2 separate regions of the Danio rerio genome follow, and region 2 is linked to region 1. Evidence: chromatin contacts called from public Micro-C data. All regions are on one chromosome and are shown on one strand. Each heading gives the region's core, a stretch centred on a gene start, on an enhancer-like site or on the middle of the called end of the contact. The rest is flanking DNA. Distances are from core to core; before and after follow the strand shown.

What was found. Hi-C and Micro-C count contacts between places; a contact is called where the count stands out from the background.
Region 2: a Micro-C map of caudal fin shows a contact between it and region 1, with 7 times the contacts expected there. The contact joins the promoter of sox2 here to the promoter of atp11b in region 1. A contact is called at or near these places in 4 of 18 Hi-C or Micro-C datasets (caudal fin, embryo and an unstated tissue) and 1 of 4 datasets of contacts at active chromatin or transcription factors (embryo).

The regions. Positions count from the first base shown.
Region 1 is chr22:39,170,127-39,175,210 of GRCz12tu, reverse strand. atp11b (ATPase phospholipid transporting 11B) reads left to right here and starts at 3,716. Exons shown (of 33, transcript XM_073937652.1): 1 at 3,716-3,784.
Region 2 is chr22:39,473,625-39,478,628 of GRCz12tu, reverse strand. It overlaps sox2 (SRY-box transcription factor 2), which reads left to right and starts at 1,323. Exons shown (of 1, transcript NM_213118.1): 1 at 1,323-3,408. The coding sequence starts at 1,546. The coding sequence ends at 2,493. The region is part of intron 4 of sox2ot (SOX2 overlapping transcript); the gene reads left to right.

The sequences.
Region 1 (5,084 bases), core at 2,467-4,966:
GGAATCAGACTCATGTTCTCCACTCCCCACGACCATTAGGGCAGCAGCAGCTCAGGATATGGCCTGGTCCCGGATATGGAATACTTGGGATCATCTCGTCGCTGGTCTTGGATCCAATCAGTGACTCTGCATAATCTGAGGACCTCGGGATGATTATCCCCAGGTGAAAATAGAGAATAAAGAGAATAATTAGCGTAGCTGCTGTTCATAGTGTATATAAACAAGATGCAGAAGCCTGTGTGAAACCCGCTAGGTGATGCATTGAGTGTATGCTTTACTAAACAGATAAATGAAAATGCCATCAAACTAACATCTAACAGTGGCGTCAAAAAACAAATCAAAAAGTTTAGTCTTAATTCGACCTTTCTGTTGGAACTATTAGCATTTCCGCTAGCGCTCACAAGAGATTAGCGGCATTAGAGCGCAGCACTATACTCCCACCATCCAAAAAAAAAAAAGTTAAAGATGTGTTTTTGACGCCGCAATGTTAGACATCAATTTAATGTTGTTTTGACCTCAAGGTAGTTGACGATACAAACCCCGGTGTAAATTTCAGATAAATAACACTTATAGGCTATATTATAATACTTTTTGTGTTGTTGCTGTCTGAGTAAATGTGTGGATGTCAAATAGACTTCAAGGTTTAGACATCAAATCTGTGAGCATTTTTTCATTTTTTTGACATCAAATGTAAGAACTGAGAGGAGGGGGATCTCTCTATTCGACCTTTCTGTTGAAACTATCAGTATTTCCGCTAGCACTCAGGAGGGATTAGCGTCATTAGTGCACAGCACTATTACTCTCTCCATCCAAAGCAAACAAACACATCACAAATGCAAATAAATGTGATGTCAATTGACTACTCTGACAGGAAAACGGCATCCAATTAACATCTAACAGTGCCGTCAAAAAACAAATCAAAAAGTTTTCGTTTTGACGGCAATGTTAGATGTCAATTTGATGTTTTTTAACATCAAGGTAGTTTACAAGCATTGTAATGACACAACATCCAGCGTAAATGTATCATGTGCAATTGAATCTTTCAGGTGTCATGACTGTGCTAGTCAAAAGGCCATCAATGTGTGGATGTCAAGTAAACTTCAAGGTTTTGACATTTAATTGATTAGCATTTCTGACATCAAGATGCTCTTTATTCAACATTTCTACTGAAAATATCAGTATTTTTGCTAGCGCTCAGGAAGGATTAGCATGGTTAGAGTGCAGCACTATACTCTCACCGTCCAAAAAACAAACAAAAAAATCACAAGATTTGATTAGAAGTCAAACAGTTTAGATGAGTTTTTGACGCCATTGTTAGACATCAATTTGATGTTGTTTTGACCTCAAGATAGTTCACATGACACAAAACCCAGTGTAAATTTGTAAATAAAACTTATAAAACGTGTTGCTGTCTTAGTAAATGTGTGGATGTCAAATAGACGTCAAGGTTTGGACATCAAATCAGTTAGCATTTGTTGACATCAAGTGTAAGAACTGCAAAGAGGGGGATCTCTCTATTCGACCTTTCTGTTGAAACTATCAGTATTTCCGCTAGCACTCAGGACGGATTAGCGTCATTAGTGCACAGCACTATACTCTCACCGTCCAAAAGCAAACAAACAGAGCAGAATTTCCACACACACAGCTGCCGCCCCGTTCCTCCTTAATTCTCCGGGTTTCCCGCCGCAGTCACGCAGGCACCAAACCACAGCTCCTCTTTAGGCTACATCAATCCGCAGTCAATTGTCCCTGTGCACCTGTGTGTTACCTGTGATCTGTGCCCAACCCAAAGCCATGTATGCCAGGGGTTATGTGAACACACATGAGCTTTCAGGAGCTGCATCTGAATGCCTGTGCGAAACTAGCGTCCAGATAAATGGAGAGCAGGCCAGGCGTTTTCTCACATTGTGCGCCAGCAAACAAGCCCTAGAAAACAGAGGGATCAATTTAGCTGAACAAACAATCTTTCATGTAATGATGGCTACTTATCCATTTATGTCATGTCTGCCTGTCGGCCTGATCTGAGGGAAAGATTGAGCTTTTTTTTGCCCATTATTTGTGGTAAATTCTGAAGACAGAGAGAAAAAAAGCTGTACAGGCATCAAACAACTCTATGAAGCATGAGGAAAGGGAGATTTTTATTATTCATATTGTTTTAAGTAAAATTTGATCTTTGAAACACAAACTTATCCGTTTTGGGATTACAGGAAATAAAATCAGATCACTTATCCTTGAGCACAACACTAAATTAGACAAAAATACATTTTATGATTCAAAATGATTGGTTTTCTTTTCTTTCATGCTAAAAATCATTAGATTATTAAGATCATGTTCCTTAAAAATATTTTGTACATTTTCTGTAAATATATTAAAATAAAACAAAAATTGTTAGTAATAAGCATTGCTAATAACTTTGTTTGCTTTTAAAGGTAACTTTAAATGTAATTTTATTAATATTTTAATATTATAATTTTATTATTATGTTTAAAAAAAAAAAAAATATATATATATATATATATATATATATATATATATATATATATATATATATATAATCAAAATATTGATAGTTATTTAATAATGCAAATAATAATATATTAATAATTAATAATAAAATATAATAATATAATAATAATTATTTATATTATTATTTGTATTATTAAAATATTATCAATATTATTCATACGAATATTTAGTTTTCAATTTGTTTTATCTCAGCTTAATATTTTTCTACAACTTTTTTATTCAGTTTTTAATTTCCAAAAAAAAAATTACGCTTATTAACAGGGTCACATTTATGATTAATGTGTTATGATATAATATGCTTATACCCCTTTGACATATAGATGACTTTATGAAAAACAACATACAGTAAAAGGAAATATTGAATGTACACTGTTATTTTTTTTTATATAAAAGCAGCTTTGAAGCCTGTAAATTAAATAAATATAATAAAATATATCATAGAAATATATCTTAAGACTAAAAAATATAATAAATATAAATACACAGAAAATTAATAAATTGAAATAAATATTTTTCAAATGTATTTATTTGTGTATTTAATGTATGAATATTCATTGATTACCGAATTATAGCAGTTAGTAGTGCTGACAGTGAATTATAAATAAGCAAAACTAGGATTATTATAAAAAAATAATAATCATGCTTTATTTTATTGAACAATTATTAACACTATTAACCATTAACTAAGACTTTAGCTCAATAGATATTAATTATTATTAGTTATTAAGGTAGTAGTTAGGTTTAGGTATTAGATCAAAATTAGATACTAAGTGCTAATAAACAGTTAATATCTTGGTAATAAGTGAGTAATTAATAATCGATACATATAATCGATACATATAATAATCGATACATATAATAATCGATATATATACTAAAGTGTTACCAAAATAACATTTATTTATATTAAACACACTCTCAATTCTCTAATAAAGTAAACACTTCACAGTATTTAAACAAATTACATAGTTAAAGATTTACCGAGGTGGGGGTGCTTGAACCCCCCAAATAAATGCTAAACAAATAATCCGTCAAAACAAGATGTATGGGGAGATTACAGCACTTTAATAGTGACAAATACTTTACTCTGACATGTATCTGATATAATAGTATTAATTGTTAAAACAATAGATAATATAAATATATGTTTGGCCACCCCTATAAGGGTTCATACCATGAATTCATAATCGCGCCAAATTGTCTGTGAGGAATAAACAAAATGTAACAGTCTGAAGAAACCGGCAGATCTGCACCGACAGTAAGTGTTCACAAGACACTTTTCTAGTAAAATTCGTGTTTGTATCTATATATAAATTAAAAGTAAAGTCAAATTAGACACATAGTTTGTAGAGTTTGACCTACAGAAACGTCTGAAATGACTAAAGAGAGTTATTTCAAATCTCAAAACACTGAAAACGTAGATACGTTTTTATTAATAATTTAGATGTAATTTTAATCAATATATCAATTTGATTCACTGAAGCATTACACAAACTAGCATTAGCCTACCGAAAAAAAGTTTACCCTCCCGGTCGTCAGTGGGCTACCATAGTTTAAAACTTCGCGCCATTTTGTTTTGCTCTCAGGCCAGATGAGCTTAACCTCATTTGTACGAGTGTTTTATGTTTAGTTTTTTTCTGGATGTGTAAATGATATTGCACTTGTTTACTGGTGTCTACCTCCGGCTGTATTGAGTGACTGTGGAGACTCTGATGGAGACACAGTGCCCTCATCTGGAGGAACTCTGGCATGATCGTCTCAAAAATATCAGCTCTTCAGAAACTGGGTTATTTCAGCATTTAGAACATTGTAGGCTATAATAATCGTTAAAATGGGCTTTTATGTAAATATATTAGTAGTAATAGTTTGATAGATACGTTTGATTAGATACTAGTTCTAAAGTTCTAAGTTTTAATTTAAAATTAAGACATCCTGGTTGTTGTAAACCAATTGGGTCAAATATGGAAAAATCAAATGGGTTAATTTCTTTGATTATTTTTTTGTATTCAACTCTTGGGTTTGTGCACATTTGACCCAACAACCCAGCATTTTTTTTAAATACTTAAAAGTCATATGTTTATTTGATTTAGTTATGAATCAGTTGAATTCATTAATTGATTTCCTTTTCGGCTTAGTTCCTTTGTTAATCTGGGGTCGCCACAGAGGACTGAACCCCGCCAACTTATCCAGCATATGTTTTACACAGCGGATGCCCTTCCTGCTGCAACCCATCACTGGGAAATATCCATACACACTCATTCACACACAACAGACAACTTAGCTTACCTAATTCACCTGTACCACATGTTTGGACTGTGGGGAAACCCACACCAACACAGGGAGAACATGCAAACTCCACACAGACATGCCAACTGATCCTGTCGGGGCTCAAACCAGTGACCTTCTTGCTGTGAGGCGATCGTGCCCACTGCGCCACCGTGCTGGTGTCTTCAGGGAATTTACGTAAATATTTCATTTTGGAATTCGATTTTAGTTTTTTGCATTTATTACTGCATATATTTTTGCAGTTATACGTTGAGTTTAGTTCGTTTTTAAAT
Region 2 (5,004 bases), core at 74-2,573, 310 kb before region 1:
AAAAAAATAAGTATTATTGTTGGAATTTATGTTGTTTGTTTTGTGTAATTATTATTTTTTATCTCCCGCTAATTATATAAAAAGTACAGCGACTAAAACTTATTTATAAAGCAATCCAAAATAACTGCGTGCATGTGGAAAATGTTGAGGGAGCACGAGTTTGTATCAGTGTGACCGCAAGAGGACGCTGTTGAAACATAAAACATGCTTTCGTGGAAAAGAAAAATATAAAATAGGCATTTTTTCCTCCTGACATTAAGCCTGTTTGTATATTAGTTCCACTCTTGTCGAGTAAAGTCAACTTCTGCAGGAAGAATGATCAGCTTTTAATCGTAATTCTCGGAGAATAGATGTGTTGGGCAAAAAATAGCTCCTTGTGTTTTTAGTTATTATACAAATAATTGGATTTAATCAAAGCGCCCGTGCTCTTGTTATTTTGAAGGAGGCTGTGCTGAATAAACCCTCTCCCCCTGTCACTCTTCATGGAGTGAATCCTAATAACACAAATCCTTACAACTCAGATGGTCAGTGTAGTCGGCTTTTGTCGTGCTTTTGTTCAGAGTGATGTAATGACAACAGCCGAAACAAAACTACCTATTTGTGATGATTGACGGGCCTCCATTTTCTAATTCACATTCAGCTTGAGCCGGTTGAAGTGTAGTGGCATAAATACAGGCATGTTAGTTGGGATAATGTCTCAAGAACGAGTGTTTTTAAAATGACACCTTTTAAATTCGTGCGCCTGCGTTTACTTTATTGTATTCGTTAATAAAACAAGCCGCTGCTCATTTTTAAATGCGAACTAAATAATAAATAGCTATATTTTATTCGGCTTATTCACGCATTATTTTGGAAGTTTTTAATATTATGAGCTTGCCGTTTTAACTTAAAAAAATCTTTATTTTATTTTCAGTGCTTTAAGAGTTTAACTGATGTGTTGAATACGCAAACTTACACTAAAAACAAAGCGATAAATAATAATAGTAATAATAATAATAATAATAATAATAATAATAATAATAATACTAATAATAAAACTTTAAATGTTTATTTAGAATCTTAAGATCATACAGAGTTTGATTGGAAAATGGTTTGTGTGAAATATTCTCACTTTAGCTCTCTCATAAACACACACACACACACACACACTCACAGCCACTGCCTGTGGCTCTGCGCTGCACTGCTGACCGTCCGTAACCCCGCCCCTTTATGCAAACCGAGGGAGCAGACGCGCTCTGATTGGTCAGCGACAAACCCATTTATATTCGCTGACAGTCGCTCTATGAATGGTTGTCTATTAACTTGTTCAAAAAGTATCAGGAGTTGACAAGGGCTCTGGCGAGGAGGGAAACCGAGTTTGTGTTGATTCTTCAAGACTAAGAAAAGAAGTTTGTGGGCACAACAGGACCTAAGAGCGCTTCTTTTCCCAGCAAAGTTACCTCCAACTGCTAAGGTAACTTCAGCAGCCTCTCCACACACTTTTTGGACTTCTTTATTTTTTATTTTTACGGCTGGTGGGGTAGACTTTCGAGAAAATCGGTTTAAATGTATAACATGATGGAAACCGAGCTGAAGCCCCCGGCGCCCCAGCCCAACACCGGGGGCACGGGGAACACCAACTCCTCGGGAAACAACCAGAAAAACAGCCCGGACCGCATCAAGAGACCCATGAACGCCTTCATGGTGTGGTCGAGGGGACAGCGGCGGAAAATGGCACAGGAGAACCCCAAAATGCACAATTCGGAAATAAGTAAGCGACTCGGGGCCGAGTGGAAACTTCTGTCCGAGAGCGAGAAGCGACCATTCATCGACGAAGCCAAACGCCTTCGGGCTCTGCACATGAAGGAACACCCGGATTACAAATACAGACCCCGGAGGAAAACCAAGACCCTGATGAAGAAGGACAAGTACACCCTGCCGGGCGGGCTCCTGGCGCCGGGCGGCAACGGCATGGGCGCCGGCGTGGGTGTAGGGGCCGGTTTGGGCGCCGGGGTCAACCAGAGGATGGACAGCTACGCGCATATGAACGGCTGGACCAACGGAGGCTACGGCATGATGCAGGAGCAGCTGGGTTACCCGCAGCACCCGAGTTTGAACGCGCACAACACGGCGCAGATGCAGCCCATGCACCGCTACGACATGAGCGCGCTCCAGTACAACTCCATGACCAACTCGCAGACCTACATGAACGGCTCGCCCACCTACAGCATGTCCTATTCGCAGCAAAGCACGCCGGGAATGACGCTGGGCTCCATGGGCTCGGTGGTCAAGTCCGAGTCTAGTTCGAGTCCGCCGGTGGTCACGTCGTCGTCTCATTCCCGGGCCGGACAGTGCCAAACGGGGGACCTGCGGGACATGATCAGTATGTACCTGCCCGGGGCGGAGGTGCAGGACCAGAGCGCTCAGAGCAGACTGCACATGTCCCAACATTACCAGAGCGCACCTGTGCCCGGTACGACGATTAACGGCACGATTCCCTTATCGCATATGTAAAATGAACTCTTTTTACTACACTGCTGGACTATTTTTGTACAGAACACTTCTTTTGGGGAGGGAAAAAGTTGTATAGAGCTCAAGGAAAGAACACAAAACTTTTGCTTTCTATTTAAAAAACAAACAAACAAACAAACAAACAAACTAAAAAAAAGAGGAACGGTAGGAACTCCACACAGTTTTTGTTTTGTTCTCTTCTGATTTATTTTATTATTTTTTTAATTTAGATTTTTCAGTTCTGTTTTGTTTCCAAAAGGTGTATGAGATTTGGACATGGTTGACAAGCGGGGGGAGAATGAATCAAATGTTTTATTATTGCAATCGACTTTTTGTACAGTATTTATCTAAAAAAAGAAGCGTAATAACAACAACGAGATGTAATGTTTGTAAACAGCAGAAAGTTTTAAAAAAATTATAAAAAATTGTGCAAGAAATTGATGCACAACTGATGTTTACGTCAAAGTTTTGCAAAGGCTGACATGAAAACTGGATTTAAAGAGTTTCTCACTGAAGGTACATAGTAATAAATCATTATTATTATTATTATTATTATTATTATTATTATTATTATTATTATTATTAAGTTCTAAATGAGAGAACGAACAGAGGCACTCTCCAGCTTTTTTTAATTTCCACTTGATTATTTTCGGTCTCCCACTCTTCATCTGTTAGATATATGAAGTTTGTGTTCTTTATTTTCTCATGGTTTGTAAATTTTCTGTACATTTTCTGTGATATTTTAAGTTTTTATTTTAAAACTTTCATTTTTCGTAGTTGTAAAATGTGGCCTGTACGCAGTTGCCAACGCTCCATGTATATATTTTAACTAATAACATCATTATAACAGTTACAAGATGAGTTTTTTTTCCAATGCAGTTTGAAATGAATAAATTTTTGAAATTTGGATATTTGAAATTGCTTCTGGTTTTGATTTTGTTTACCATTTGGGTTGCAATTCTAATATGATATTTGTTGTTTGATTTACTCAAACAAAACAAACGAAAATGTCACTTATACGGTTTAATAATGTGCATTCACTAACTCTAGCTCAAACAAATGATTAACCACAAGTTTATGCATTATTTGCATTAATTTGTCTTTATAAGATGGCACACTGACACACGAGTGCAGCTTTTTGAAAGTAAGTATTCCATTGAAATTGCATGCACACGGTTAAAACTGTCTGGCTTTGTTGTTTCAGTCAAACAAATGAAATGTTAGATGCTATTTAAATTTAGTGAGTTAACACCGTTTCTATTTTTTAGTGGAAACGAGGAGCGACACCACAGCGTTTATGTTTTGCCTGTAAATCTCTGCTCTGCTTGGGGACATAAAACGGCCCAAATGCAATGAAGAACGCACGTCAAGGTAGTCATTTACTTTATAAACTCTCTATATTTTTTATATGAGTGCAACGATTTATAAAGCCTGCACGTTTAGTTTTTTTTCTGCGCGCAGTTTACATATTTTCATTTTTGAGCTGTCATCATTTTTAAAATGCGAATGTTAAATAATGACAATTATAATGCAAATAATTAAGTATTTATAAAAATTAAAAAAATACAGTCAATGACATTTGCATCTTTATATATGTCAGCCCGTAATTTATATAATGCATATGGGTTTATACATTTGTACTCGCATATTAAAATGTTTTTTTTAAGTTAGCATACATTAGATGCGTATTTATTTATTAAAAAAATAGTACGCTGAAAATTTAGCTCAGCGTGCTGCCGAATTAAAACCATTACAACAAAAAATATTAGGTGTCTCTCGATTTATTTGTGCGCTTCACAGGCCCCACAGGCTTTGCATTTGCATTAATGTTAATGTATTAAAACACTGGTTTAGTGTTTGACACCGTTTACAACCGCAGGCCACAGAGAACCTGCTGCTGGTGAATTTCGGTGCTGTGTATCTGTCAGTCTTGAAAACGAGCTAAAGATAAGATTACGTGTGTGGATGTGAGGAGTTTAAAAATCTGAAGTGTGCTCGAATATTTTGCTGCTCTGTGGTAGATTAGTGCTGTTTCTTGCCAAAGCACTGAGGCATCTATTACAGCGGGTCTCGGGGGAGAAGGGCTCACATTAAGCGCTAAATGAATATTTGACGAGGGCTCATTCCGACAAACGTGTCCCTGCCGGACTCTCAAAGGGTCAGGGAGCACTGCTTGAATCCATTATTTATACAAGCAGAGGAATTGGTTGTAATGGCTGAATCTGTTTGATAAACTGGGAATTTAAGTCTGGACGTGAGTGGACGAAAATGAGCGTTCTTCATTGAAGTAGCCTATATTAATGGGCTACGCCAGAATAGCTATCAAAGGAAACTGTTCTTGCTGAGTTTGTGTTGAGGGATTTAAGGCTCTTTGCACCTGTACCTCCGAAACAAGATTGTTATGTAACAAAAAGGCTATTTAACGCCAGGAGGATAAGAATCATAATCTGGCGCTATTTATGACCATATTCCCCAAGAGTGGCTGTGGATTTCTTTCATGAAATACTAATTTAC